Regions from separate parts of the Mus musculus genome. Here region 2 is linked to region 1. The links are chromatin contacts, called in public Hi-C maps. All regions are on one chromosome and are shown on one strand. The core of a region is the stretch at or near the end of the contact, and the rest is flanking DNA. Distances in the headings are between cores, read along the strand shown.

The links. A called contact is a pair of places that touch in the nucleus more often than the background predicts.
Region 2: a Hi-C map of muscle stem cells shows a contact between it and region 1, with 3 times the contacts expected there. The contact joins the enhancer-like site here to the promoter of Stamos in region 1. A contact is called at or near these places in 5 of 39 promoter capture datasets (the C10 cell line, hippocampal neurons, liver and 1 more), 1 of 15 datasets of contacts at CTCF or cohesin (CD8 T cells), 17 of 484 Hi-C or Micro-C datasets (the C2C12 cell line, LSK cells, Th2 cells and 12 more), 12 of 115 datasets of contacts at active chromatin or transcription factors (the 230-238 cell line, the HPC-7 cell line, the SCID.adh cell line and 8 more) and 4 of 9 other capture datasets (adipose tissue, liver, macrophages and 1 more).

What each region holds. Positions count from the first base shown.
Region 1 is chr2:14,068,049-14,075,222 of GRCm38.p6, forward strand. It overlaps Stamos (signal transducing adaptor molecule (SH3 domain and ITAM motif) 1, opposite strand), which reads right to left and starts at 5,886. Exons shown (of 2, transcript NR_038162.1): 1 at 5,535-5,886; 2 at 2,285-2,732. It overlaps Stam (signal transducing adaptor molecule (SH3 domain and ITAM motif) 1), which reads left to right and starts at 6,052. Exons shown (of 14, transcript NM_011484.3): 1 at 6,052-6,288. The coding sequence starts at 6,249.
Region 2 is chr2:14,134,319-14,140,872 of GRCm38.p6, forward strand. Stam (signal transducing adaptor molecule (SH3 domain and ITAM motif) 1) reads left to right here. Exons shown (of 14, transcript NM_011484.3): 9 at 35-123; 10 at 3,169-3,256; 11 at 3,818-3,872; 12 at 4,638-4,791. Among named protein-coding and RNA genes, the nearest start is that of Tmem236, 37 kb to the right of the region's middle. Within about 2 kb of position 2,798, at least 20 of the 459 cell types and tissues checked have an H3K27ac peak or open chromatin away from gene starts, as enhancers often do. A contact at or near this core is called in the C2C12 cell line, muscle stem cells and pre-pro-B cells, where this site is marked.

The DNA of each region.
Region 1 (7,174 bases), core at 4,636-7,135:
GTATCTTGGCTAGTCTGGCTTGCCAGTGATCTCCAGGTACCTGCATATCTTTGCCTTCTCTGAACTGCTGTTATGTTTCTCCATATCAGATTTGTCTGTGTATTCTGGGGACTGAAATTCAGGTTCTCATACTTGGAGATTGGCCTTTAGCAGTGTAGACTCAGCTTGCCTTAGCCTCACAGAGATCTGGATTGGCCTGCTGAGTGCTAGGATTAAACTCCGGCATCACCATGCCAAGGCCCGAAAACATCACCACGCTCAAAACAAAAGTTCACGGACCCCTGTGTCTCTGCCTCCCCAGTGCTGGGATCCCAGGCACGAGCTGCTATGCCTGATCTCTATGTAGATTTTGGGGAATGAATTCAGATTCTCATTATTCACTTTAGCAACCGAATCATCTCCCCAACCCATGTCTCATAGAATATTCTTATATTTAACGTGATCTCCTTGTAGGTCATAATTTCTGATTGGATTAGACATTAGTTTGTTAGATTAGACATTAGACTTTGTTAGATGCTATAACTATGATCCATCTACCCAAGACTTCAAAATCTCCTGCCACTTTTGTGCTTTACTTAAAATAGTTTTAAAATTTATTTATCTTTATGTGCCTTGGTGTTTGCCTGTATGTATGTCTATATGAAGGTGCCAGATACCCTATAACTGGACAGTACCAACAGCTGTGAGCTATCATTTGTGCTCTGGGGCTTGAGCCCCAGTTTGCTGGAAAAAGAGCCAGTGCTCTTAATCACTGAGCCATCTCTCCAGCCCCATTCCCTTCCTTCCCCATTCCCAGATAGGGTTATTCTGTATAACCGCTCTGGCTGTCCTGGAATTCAATTTGTAGAGCACACTGGTGTTGAAATCAGACCTGCCTGCCTCTACTTCTCCAGTGCTGGAATTAAAGGCATGCCACCATGCTAAGCTTCTCTCTCTTTCCCTCTCCTTCTCCCTCTCCCTCCTCTTCTTCTCCCCTCCCACTCCCCCCTTGGGTGCTACAGTTTGGGCCATGTGTTTCCCCAAGTATCAATATGTTAAAGGCTTGGTCCTCATCTTGACATTATTGAGAGGTAGTGAAAATATTAGCAAGTAGACCCCTATCAGGAGATCTTCAGGTCACTAGGGCCCTGCAGAGGAGATAGTGGGACTCCAGATACTTCCTGTCTTTTGCTATCTTACCATTGAATGTGTGATTCTGTTTTGCCACTGGCTCTTACAAAGATATGTTATGTCAAGAAGGACGAATGAATGAGCGTGGGTAGAAACCTCTAAACTGTGCACTAGTCTCTTAGCTTCCCCCAATTCTGATTTTTTTCTTTCTCTTCAGTATTACCTTAGGGTTTTACTTCTGTGAACAAACACCATGACCAAGGCAACTCTTATGAAAACATTTAACTGAGGCTGGCTTACAGGTTCAGAGGTTCAGTCCATTATCACCAAAGCAGGATCTTGGTAACATCTGGGCAGGCATGATGCTGGAGGAACTGAGAGTTCTAAATCTTTATCTGAAGGCTGCTAGGAAAAGACTGGCTTGCAGGCAGCTAGGACAAGCGTATTATAGCCCATGCCCACAGTGGCACACCTACTCCAACAAGGCCACATTTACTCCAAGGCCACACCTCCTAATAGTGCCACTCCCCCGGCCAAGGATATTCAAACCATCACAAGTACATTATGAACACTTGGGAGTCATTTTTGGGTTCTATGCTACAGTTCAGAATCCAGCTGTGGGCCTGCCAGAGCTCTTGGCTGTTATGTGGCTCAATGCACATTTCCTGCTTCCTTGGCCTTTGCTTTATACTGCTGTTGGCTCATGTTGGAAATCAACCACACCTTACAGTCTGACTTTCTCATCCCTGGGACAAAACATCTGGCATAAGCAACCTCAATGGAGGAAAGATTTGTTTTAATTCATACCTCAGAGGCCTCAGACCATGGCTAGTTGGCTCTGCTGTTTCTGGGCTGTGAGAAGCAGAAGCCAAAGCTGCCATTTCCCCTCGGCCATGAAGCAGAGCTAGAGAGATAAAGAAGGGATTTTGAAGATATACTTCCTCTGACCAGACCTCACTTCCTGTTCCGCTATGAACAGTATCCCTTGATGAGGTTAGCATCCTCATGATCTCACCATCTTCAATAGCATCACCAGTGAGGGGATACATGAGCCTTTAAGGCACATTTCAATCTAATCCATAACATATGAATTTCCCCAGTTTTATTTTGCTTACAATAAAGCACAGATTTTGTTACTTCCTTATGGCCAGTAATTATAATATGCCATTTTAATCCTAGCAGATTGCATTTATTCCATTTAATAAATGTCGTGGAGCTACTAATTATGAAGAGCCAATGCATATAAATGATTTGAAATAAAATGCTTAAACATTGGGTCCAATATTGTGGTAGCTTTTAAACATGCCCTCTACGCCGATTTGTTGAAAGTCATTGTGGCTGCAATAGAGTATGATTGAAGTGACCCTCTCCCCACTTCCTGGTCCACAGTTTAAGGAATGTGAGGCGTTCTCTTGTCTCTTGAAACGTTCTGACTTATGTCCATTCAGTATGCTGGGAGAAGCCAAGCCGATACATAGCATGTTCTGTGCAGTTGGTGCGGCAGACAGCCCCAGTGACTCAGCCAACTTCCAGCATCCATTGCCAGACAGACTCTGAGCAACTTTGTTAAATATTGAAAACGAGCTGTAGTGATCCCAGTCACTGTAGTAGTCCTGTTGATGCTGAAAGGAGGAGAGGCAAGCTGTTCATAGTGAGGTCTGACAAAACTTTTGATTCGTAAGCAAAATAAATTATTGTTCTTACACTAAAAGGCTACACTTAGAATGTGTTATGTAGAAATCAATATGTGGAACAAACATCACCCCACTGACTGCTGTGATAGAAGTGACCAGTCAATTAATTAGCAAAAACTTATGATGTATCATTATTTATAACGTACTGAATTTGGAAAGGCTTTTTGTCAGTGTCTCCTAAGTGGAGATTGAGAGAAGGTCCAGAGATTTCTAAATACAAGAAAAGTGGTAAAAGTTGTTTGTTTAAGGATGTGGGAGGCATGGGACATCTGGACTGCTGTCATAGTTCAGAAAAAAACTAGAGTATATGAAGTGAAGGGGCAAGCAAGTCCAATGCATTAAGGATGTAATGGTAGTACTAAGGTTAAATATTCCTCCCTTAGAGCGCCTCCCATTCTTAAACATTCTTTCTCACTTTTTCTTAAGAATTCTACATTTGCTCTATTTTAAAAAATGAATTGACTTTGAAGGGAGGAGACTCTCTGCACACCCATAATCGGACAATAACTTAAGGACTCTCTTCCTGATATGTATCCTATATTATTTCTAACATATAGATACCTCAAAGGTATAAGGAGTTAATAAATATTTATTGACTCATTGGCTGATTGAGAAATCATATAAGAGTTTTGAAGGAATGATATCATATTTATATGTTAGAAAAATCAGTATGTAATATAAAGTAGTTAACAGATAGGTTGAGTGTATTAATTAGTTTGGGTTATTATAATAACAGAAAAATTTCCAGAAGCTACTCCATTTTACACACAGATATCTTTGTTTATAATATAGAACAGTTTTAAAAATCAATTTAATTAAAGGGATATGACATTTCAAAATTAACTGTGGAATTTATTAAACATATTATAGAAACATTTTAATGTGAAATCAAGTCTCTAAAATGTCTTTTAAGAAACTGTTATTAAAAATAAAATGAGTAATTTCAGTATTTTAGGTAATATGGCAAGTTAACCCCAAAATACAAAGCCATGCCACCTTTTATATTTGCCTTTTCTTGTACATATAACATTTCTTATTTTTAAAACCTCTATTTCATAGCATATTACATAATAAAGATCCCCAATAGCAAAGTCATTCTTCTATGTCAGAATACATGGTTAATGTTATCCATACTAATATATGTTATTTCTGATTTTCACATATTGATGATTCAAATTTGAAAAGTAGTGTTTTGCTAGGTAACAACCTAACAATTTGATTTTATTACTGGATTAGAAGCATGCCCAAATATATTTTCATAACCATCTGGCTCTGAGTCAGGGCAATTATGATAAGGTACTTAAGGCACTGGCCCATCATTTTAAATGGATAAGTTGACACTTAATTCTGTCAGCGCAGTAATCAAGAGAAAAGTCTATTGAGAGACGATGCTCTGCTTCCCATACCAATAGTGGGAAGATTTTATACTTCTCATAATGACACAAAAGCACTTCAAAAATCTTAAGAAAATGGTGGCGTTAATGTCTGACATTTGTCACATTTTTATATTTTAACTCCACCCCTTTGAAAGAAAAATTATGCTCATTAAGTTACTCAGAAAATATTTTCGTTCAGGTTGTTTAAAATTGTAGAATTTTTTCACATATATTTGAAGGCTTTTTTTTTTTTCTTTTTCAGTGCCAAGGTCAGAACCCAGAGCCTCTCACATTCTAAACAAGTACCCCATCACTGAGGCTCATCCTCAGTCAGTCTTTAAAGCCTTTTAAACTCTTATCCACTCAGATGTCTATGTAAATACACATCTATGCTCTTACTTTCAATGGCCAAATAAGTACAATTATAACTATTGATTCCACTTGAGTGCTTACTATATGCTAGACACTATTACAGGGGATTTGCTTCTAGTAATTTATTTCATCTTCAATGGTTTGTCATTTCCGTTTCTTATTTATGAGGAAACAGACAGAGGAGTTTGTCCAATCTCTTTAATGTCGGACAGTTTAGCGGTCATCAAAACTTTGATATTGTAAACAACGCTGCCATTAATATCTTGGTTCATGTTTTAAAAGACTGTAAGATTTAAAATTCAGAATAACTGGAACCAGAGGCACATTTCCAAAAGCTGGCTATATACTTCCCATCCTTTCTCTTAAGAATGCTGTAATTTATACCCCATCAGGCAACTTTGTTTCCCATCCCTTGGATTCTTTTAGTTTTAAATGACTGAAAACGTTAACCGATGCTTTAGTTTGCTCCTCTTCCTCCAAAATTCGACTTTAACTGTTTAGTAAGCAAGCTGTTTGTACTGTTATACAAATCTTGTTGACATGTTTATAAGCTTCCCTTTTTGTAAGGGTCCCTATTTGGGCACTTTTTACCGAATCTCAGTGCATGTGCAAGACCGACTTGCTAACTTTACGTAATATTTCCAAGAGATGATTCTTTAGATTTCACATGATTTAGAGGACAATGTGTGTGTGTGTGTTGGGAGCTGGGGAGGGGGCGTGCGTTACATACATATGTACAAATTAGATCACCAAATCAACATTTTAAGTTGCCAAGAGTCCTCATCAATGTCTGGCTCCATTTTTCATGTGTGTGTGTGTGTTTTTTTTTTTTTTTCAATTTCTGCCGTTGGGTGTGCGTGCTTATCTCAGGCTGAGAAGGTCTAATCTTCTCAGGGACTCAGTGACTGCACGTTTAGTCAGTCGGAGCCCACACCCAGGAAGGCTCCCTCTGATCTCAGGCTGGGGAATGAGCCAGCGTTACCTCAGCCTCTCGAGAGGCTGTGCGCCTCGACACTCCCTCCAAGGGATTCAGGCCAGCTCCACCAGCTCACATGACTCCAATCCCAGCAACTTCCATGAACCCTCGACGAGCGCGCTCAACATTTTCCTCGGGTAACCCAAAGGACTGCCTGACTTTCTAGAGGGATTGCAACATCACAACAACCCATCGAATAAACCCAAGGAGTTAAAAATTAAGGGTTTGGCTGGACCCAAACTGAACCCTCTCCCTCTCCCAGTCTCTTATTCACTCTAGAGGCTCTTAGTCGGCCTCGGTGCGCCTGAAGGACCTCGTCCTCCCGAGACGCCCGGGGACATGGAAAAGCCGAGAACCTAGCCGCTAACCCCACGGGCACGCGGGAACTCAGCAGAGGAAGAGACAGCGGCGGCTCATCGCGTGGGCCTCGGCGGAGGCGGCGGGCTCTGGCCAGACCCGGAGCGGGCAGTGTTCAGGCAGCGCTCAAGTCGCCTACATTCCCGACACGCCCCGCGCGGGGGCCTGTTCCGCTTCTCGGCTGTTGCCGCCGCCGCCGCCTCTGTTGCTGGGGTGGGTGAGAGGAGGGGCTGAGAGGGACCCTGCACTGGCAGGCAGGCGCCCTTGCTGTGTTTGTACCTGAGGGGCCTCCTTTCTCCGTCACCCCTAGAGTGCCGCGGGGTCGAGGGGCAGTCCCCGGGGACACCTCGGCACGCAGCGGACATGCCTCTCTTTGCCACCAACCCCTTCGACCAGGATGTTGGTAAGTGTTTTCACCGCCCCCCGTGGGTGCCCCCCGAGACTGCGAGCCCGCGCCGACTCCCGTCCCACTGCGTTCGTTCATTCTGGATTCCCGAGGCCGAGCCCACGTTCTTCTCTCCCGGGGCCCCTTCGTTCAGAGTTGGGAGAGGGTTGAGCGCTTGGCGCATCCTCTTTGGAAGAAATGGGACTTAGAACCTCTCTAATGGGCCTTGGTAAGGGACTTGGGGAGGGGGAGCTTTGAAGGAATCGCTTAAGGGATTCGGGGTAAAGGGTTGCCTCGGGAGGAACAGACGACGAAGCCATCTGCCGCTGGGGCATGGCTTCTGGGAGAAGAGCGAAGGACAGACGTATCTTGGCTTAAGCAGATTGATTATATGCTCTATCGCCAAAGTATTTGCCTGGCCCAATGGAACTGGCAGAATGTTTTAGGTAAGGTTACTTAAAGGGTTTTTTAAATAGCCCTATAACGGTCCCTGGAGGAGAGAGGTCTGGTTACGTACTGGTAGGTTGAAATGTTGGAAGAGATGGAGATGGATTACTTGGCAACAACTGAAAACGCAGACATGAGCCTTTGGGATGCCTTTTTCAGGCTGGGCCTCTGCCTTTGGGGAAGTGTGGAAGAGGATTTTGATTCTAGGATGGGGTCTGAAATGCTAAATTTTTTGTTGTCTGAATCATTGGTATTAGGTACCAAGCATACCAATTTAACAGGTTAGCTATCTATTTTTCAGACCTGATTTGAATTTCTTGAAAGAATTTTGGGATGTTTTTGAATGCATTACATTGAACTACACTGGCAGCATAGTGTGGAATGAAAGCGAACCAATACCATCCAGTCCCACAGGCTGAATTTAAGCATAACTGTAGTAAAAGAATGTAAGGATAAC
Region 2 (6,554 bases), core at 1,548-4,047, 63 kb after region 1:
TGACGAAAATTTAATTTTTATGTATTTTTTTCAGTTAAAACAGAGAAGAAGACGGTACAGTTCAATGATGATGTTCAGATAGAGACAATAGAACCAGAACCAGAACCAGCCTTTATTGATGAGGTGAGTGATTTCCTTAATAGTAACGGGAACTTTGTATGGAAGCCGGATTGCTTGTTTTCTTGTTCTGAGAATGTTGGCAATATAGACAAAGCATATATCTTTGTTACAGCTTCTCTGACTTCGTTTCTACCTTACTTAAACTTACTTAATTTTTATTCTGGTAACAGTTGAGGATATAGCTCAGTAGTTGAATATTTGTGTAGCATGTGTCAGACTCTGAACTGATCTCTAGTGCTATACAGAGAGGAACAAGTGATAATAAGAATGAATATGAATTCCTGTCTAGTATGTTATAGATTGGATTTATATTGCTCCATTTAAGTATTAGGCACCTAGGCAGTTTCTAATTTTAATTGCTATCATAAAGAGTTTTATAATGAGGATTTTTGTTTGTTTTCTTTTTAACGTTTAGTTTAATTTTCTTAGCTTAGATATCCAGGAATGGAACTTCCAAATTAAAGGATCTAGGTGTTTTTCATGTTAATAACTACTGTGAAATTGTTGAGCAGATGGGAGATTTTATAGTTTTATTGGTGCTCTGTGAAAATGCATGTTTTTCCATGTACTCAATAGCTATTAAATTATATTCACACCTATTAATAGTGTTGTTTTGAATAGCAGTATCAATATTGTATTGAATTGGTAAAACAAAATATTAATCCACTAAAATTTACTTTACAGTAAAGTATTAAATGATGGAATTAGCAAGCCATACAGGATACTGTTCCCAGCAGGCCAAATTTGAAGTACCACTACATTCGTTTATATATTTTTCTAGCTGCCTTTGTGCTTAAGTAACCAAAGAGATTGGGTAGTCCTCTGCTTAATTTCTGGCGCCTGGTATAGACCAGTGTATAACACTCTTTTCAGGACTTCATTTCTTGTAATAATTCCTGAAGTTGGTGTGTGTTAGAACACTTCCTGTCATCATTTTCCATTTTTTCTCTTCTCTTTTACAATTTCTTTCTCCATTATACAGATAAAAGCCTCATCCAGTGCCCATACTGAGCCTTATTGAAGTGCATTGATTTCTAGGGGTAGTTCCAAATATTGATGGTGGTAATGACTAGGTAGCACAATTCAAATGGCTTCATACATTTTGCAATAATAATAATAACAACAACAACAACAACAGTGAGCACCGTGAATTGCCCCCTAGTAGATTATTAAATATAACTTTTAAATTTTTAAATTTTATTTTACTGCACATCACATGTATGGGTATTTTGCCTGGATTTATGTGTGGGTACCTCTTGCATGCCTGGTACCTACAGAGGCTAGAAAGGGCATTAGTTTTCCCTGAATTGGAAGAACAGGTAGTTGCAAGCTGCCATATGAGTGCTGGGTATCCTCTGGAAGAGCTGTGGTGTTCTCAACTACTGAATTGTTCTCAACAATTTCACAGTAGTTATTAACATGAAAAACACCTAGATCCTTTAATTTGGAAGTTCCATTCCTGAATATCTAAGCTAAGAAAATTAAACTAAATGTTAAAAAGAAAACAAACAAAAATCCTCATTATAAAACTCTTTATGATACCAATTAAAATTCATCTCTTCAGCCCCTAAAAGTAATGTTTAATGATAAGACTAAGAGCTTGAAATATGTAAACAAGATTTCCTGTCAGTTTCATCTATACTATCATAAAATAGGAATATGAATAACCATGATTCCTGACTCACTTCGTCTTAAATTTGAGCTTTGTTACTTTAGCCCATTTATATACTAGTAGAAATCATTAATGCATACAGATGAGTTTAAAACACATAAGAATATTGCTAGCCTATACACATTTTATCGCAAAGATGTCTTCTAGAAGACTTGAACGTACATTTAGATAAAATTATATAGGCTATAATGAGATTAAGGAGAAAATCAATTTGGAATTACTGATTTAAGAAACAATAGTTTGTTTTGTGGTCCTGGAGATAAAACCCAGAGTCTAGTACATGGCAGGCAAGTGACCTTCTGGTGAGGCACATCTTCAGCCTGGCTTAAATGGTGGTGGTGCTCCTTTCTGTGTGAGAGAAACAAGAGCATGAAGAGTGCTAAGACCTACAGAGCATTCTGCTTGAATGAGTACTCAGCTGCGGCCCATATAGAAACCGTGTTATATTAACAGGAGACAAACACTTCTGCTGTCTTTTTAAATGTCTTAAAATGAGCATGAATCTTTTACCTGAAAGAATATCCATTTTAAAATACAGAGTTAATTTGCCTTGACAGGACCTTTCCTCTGCTTCCAGTCAATCTAACAATTAATTCATCTCTTAAACATTCTTTGATATAACCTTGAATTTTTAGTTTTTATTGTACCTATGTACTGCATAGAAAATATGTGTGAGAAGTTTGTAATAATTTTCATAGAATTTGGTAAATGAAAATCTCCATCTTGTATACTATGTGGGTATGTTTTGTAACTGCCTTTTTTAGTTCCTTCCATCCTGAGTATTAAAGGATTTTGAAATGGACTGAAGTAAGTGGATATGATCTATCATTTCCCACAAAAAGGAATAAAGTAGAAGTTTCTTTCTTTTAATGACAAACTGAAATGTTGATGGAAGAGAACAGAATCAGTCCTTAGAGCCCCACTTAGAAGAACAGCTGTGGATGGCCTGGGCTCTGGGTGGAACAGCTGTCATAATCTCTGCCAGAGAGAAGTAATGACTGAGCTGTTAGTCACAGCAGGCTGTCTTAAGAGGGACGTTCCAGCTGGTGTGTGGCTAAACTGCAGCTGCTCTAAAACCAAGTGAAATTCTCGAACATGATATGAGAGATTGTGGAGATTATGCCCTGTAAGTTTAAATGGATGATCCTGTTCTGATTTGTTTGGACATTTTGAAAAATACCTAAGGTTAGCGTGCAAGGGTCAGATTTCTCATAGTGCTAAAAGGTATACATAAGATGCTAAAAACATAAATGGAAAACTAACCATCCTAACTATGAATTCTAAAAATCTTCTATCCATGATTGAGTTATCAAAATGAGAACATAATGTTTCATAGAGATTGGTTGCTTTTGACATGAACTATTTAATTTCTGTAGGATAAAATGGACCAGTTGTTACAGATGTTGCAAAGTACAGATCCTAGTGATAATCAGCCAGACTTGCCAGAGCTGCTTCATCTTGAAGGTAACCTCATTTTCTGTCTACCTTACAAGCAAAGAATAAATGAGGTCTTTCTTGTTCTACTGCTCCAGGATGGGCTTTGAAAGTAATCTTAGAAAGGAAACATTACGGCCGGGCTGTGGTGGCACAGGCCTTTAATCCCAGCACTCGGGAGGCAGAGGCAGGCAGATTTCTGAGTTTGAGGCCAGCCTGGTCTACAAAGTGAGTTCCATGACAGCCAGGGCTACACAGAGAAACCCTGTCTCGAAAAACCAAAAACCAACCAAACAAACAAACAAACACCCCCCCCCCCCCACACACACACAAAAACCTTCGTGTGCTATTTGAATCTTGAGTAGAAGTTGAAATCACAAACCTTGCTATACAAATTCAACATCTTAATCTTGTACGATGGAAAAAACGTTTTGAAGTCAGTATTTTAAATTGTCACTATTATATTTTTAAAAAATCTATTTTAGGTTCTATTGATGAAGGATAATTAATAACTTCATTACTTCACATTAAACTTTTCATGTTTCTAATTATATGAATATTTTTCAAAAGTTTACTTTCTTGTCATCTTAGCAATGTGTCACCAGATGGGACCTCTCATTGATGAAAAGCTGGAAGATATTGATAGGTAAAAGACCTTCAACTATATTTAAATTGTGTATCTTTCTTTCTTCCTTTAAAAAGATAGTCCAGACTGCAGAGATGGCTCAGATGGTAAAGAGCTTGCATCACAACTGCAAGGGCCTAACTAAGTTTGGATCCTTAAAGCCCACATGTGGTGGGGCGTGCCTATAAACCCAGCACAGTGCTGTGGCTAGGGAGAAGGAAGAGTATGGTGCTGGTAGATCCCTGAGGTCCACTGCCCGGCCAGCCAAAGTGACTGGATGAGCTTCAGCTTCATTCTGTCTTAAAACTAAAGGTAGAGAGCCACAGAGAAAAGACACTAAAGTGTCTCAGGCCTCTACATTTGCACGCATCTGTTACACATACAACATACACAGACAGTACTTCATAGAACCATTCTTTATGCATTGTTTTTACCTTGCTCTGAGTGAGGATTTGGGCTCATTTGCCCTTTCTTGAAAAGCTGGCTTCCCATAGGCCTTCACTGTCTTCCTCTTTTTTCTACACAGTTGTGCTCACCAGGCAGCATTACCAGAGCCCACAGGCTGGCCGGCTGTTGATAAATGAGGAGATCTAGATAGCTTTCAAGTAAAGTCAAGGGCTCCAGCATGGGATCTTTACCTGAAACAGTTTCTGTTGCCTCGGGGCCAAGCAGAAGGCCTTCCTGTCACATCTGCTGATCACTTTCGTTATTTTGATGATTCATAGTTTAGAGCAATGTATCACTTAACAAGTAAATGATTACGTTGAATTATGTGTAACCTTTCAGAAAACATTCAGAACTGTCAGAACTAAACGTGAAGGTGATGGAAGCTCTCTCACTGTATACGAAGTTAATGAATGAAGACCCAATGTACTCTATGTATGCAAAATTACAGAGTCAGCAGTACTATCTGCAGTCGTCGGCTGTCTCTGCTTCCCAGGTCGGTTCTGTAAAGGTCAGGGTGTTGAATGTGCTTGAGAGTTTTTGGAATATTAAAGAAAATATATTTTTGTAAAATGCATGTGAATGTACCTGTGTGCTTGCAGATGTATACTGCATGTGTATACTGTGTCCCTTGGTTGCCAGAACAGGGTGTTGGATCCCTGAAGCTGGATTTACAAGTGGTTTTGAACTGCATGAAATAATAAAATGTAGCTCTGAGAACTTATGTATTTATTTATGTAATGAAGACCTTTGGAGTTTAGTTGTCAATCTGTTGCATTTAATGAAATCGAAGGTGCTTGGTTTCTTGGTGATTGTGCTAGTTTTCTTAGCACATGAACACATGTGGGGCAAAAAATGGGGTCCCATGTCCACTCTGGGCTAGGGCCAGGTGGGATGCAGGAAGTGGAGACTGTGTTGGATTGTAGGAAGCTGTGATATCCTGCTCCAGGGGTAGGAAAAGGCACAGTCTGGGGTCCCCTTGGACCTACCAGAGTTGGGCTCCGACTCTTGGACACCATAGACCTCTGGGCACTGCAGAAGAGCAGGTTCTGGGGTCCCTGGGCTGCACAGAGGCCAAGAATGATAGGTTCTCGATCTCAGACATCCCAGACTCCAATAACAGTGGGTGGACTCTGGCCTGGGGGCAAAGGGAAAGGGGTAGGAGGAGAGCTCTGGCCGGTTATCTCAGGGAGGAGAGAGTCTGGCTAGCTCAGGTGGCTTGCTCGGTGTGCGGCTTGGGTTGGTGGCAGCCTGTGGCTGGAACCCAGGAAGGCTTTCTGGCAGGAGATTAGATGCACGCTCCTTAGAGGGAAACCTGCACAGCAGATTTCAATGAGAAGAGGCAGTCCATGGTTTTAAGGCATTTATTGTAGAAAGACACAGAGGGAGAGAGTAGAGAAGCAGAGGCCAGCCATGGCCATGTGGGGAGAGGGGGAATGGGGGGGGGAGAAGGAGGGTGAAAGGGGAGAGTAAGAGCAAGAGGGTCAGAGAGGGAACAAGAGGTAAGGGAGAGGAGGGGGCAAGCAGCTCCTTTTATAGTGCGCTGGCCATCCTAGCTGTTGCCTGATAACTGTGGGAAGGAGCATACTTAGCTGTTGCCAGGTAACTGTGGGGGTGGAGTCCAGACAGAATCCCAAGAGTTTGGGGCATTGCCTACGTGACTGATGGCCATACACCTCTCTGCAGGGGCTGTGGGAGGTTGTAGCTGTGACAGGAGCCAGGGTCTCAGGAGGCATAGCCAAACTCCTAAAGTCCCCATGAAGGAGAAAGCCACCACCCACCAGGGCTCCAAGGCTCCAGGCCTGTGCTCAACCAGGAACCAGGCTGTCTGTGAACAGTTCACCGCCCAACAAACACAGTCTTGATATCTAAAGACAGTAGAATGTCTTTTCAAATATATAAACAGACTTTCACAGTAAATAAGATGAAAAGTTTAAGATTTCAGTGAGCCATGGTTGCTCATAATGGTAGGATAATTCTGAACAGGTTGGCTGAACATATGGAAGTGCACATCATTTAGGAGGAAGCTGAGGCAGGAAGATTGCTTCTCTAAAACCAGGCTGCTGCCTGCTTTTATAGAAATAGACACAGCCACTCCATTTACCTCACAGCCACCCCATTTATTTCTGTTTTACAGATAGCTGCATTCTAAACCTACAGAACTGGGTACTTACAACAGAGTGTGTGCACCTTAATCTTAGGAAGTTAGTGTGTTCTCTGTGTGTGTGTGTGTGTGTGTGTGTGTGTGTGTGTGTGTGT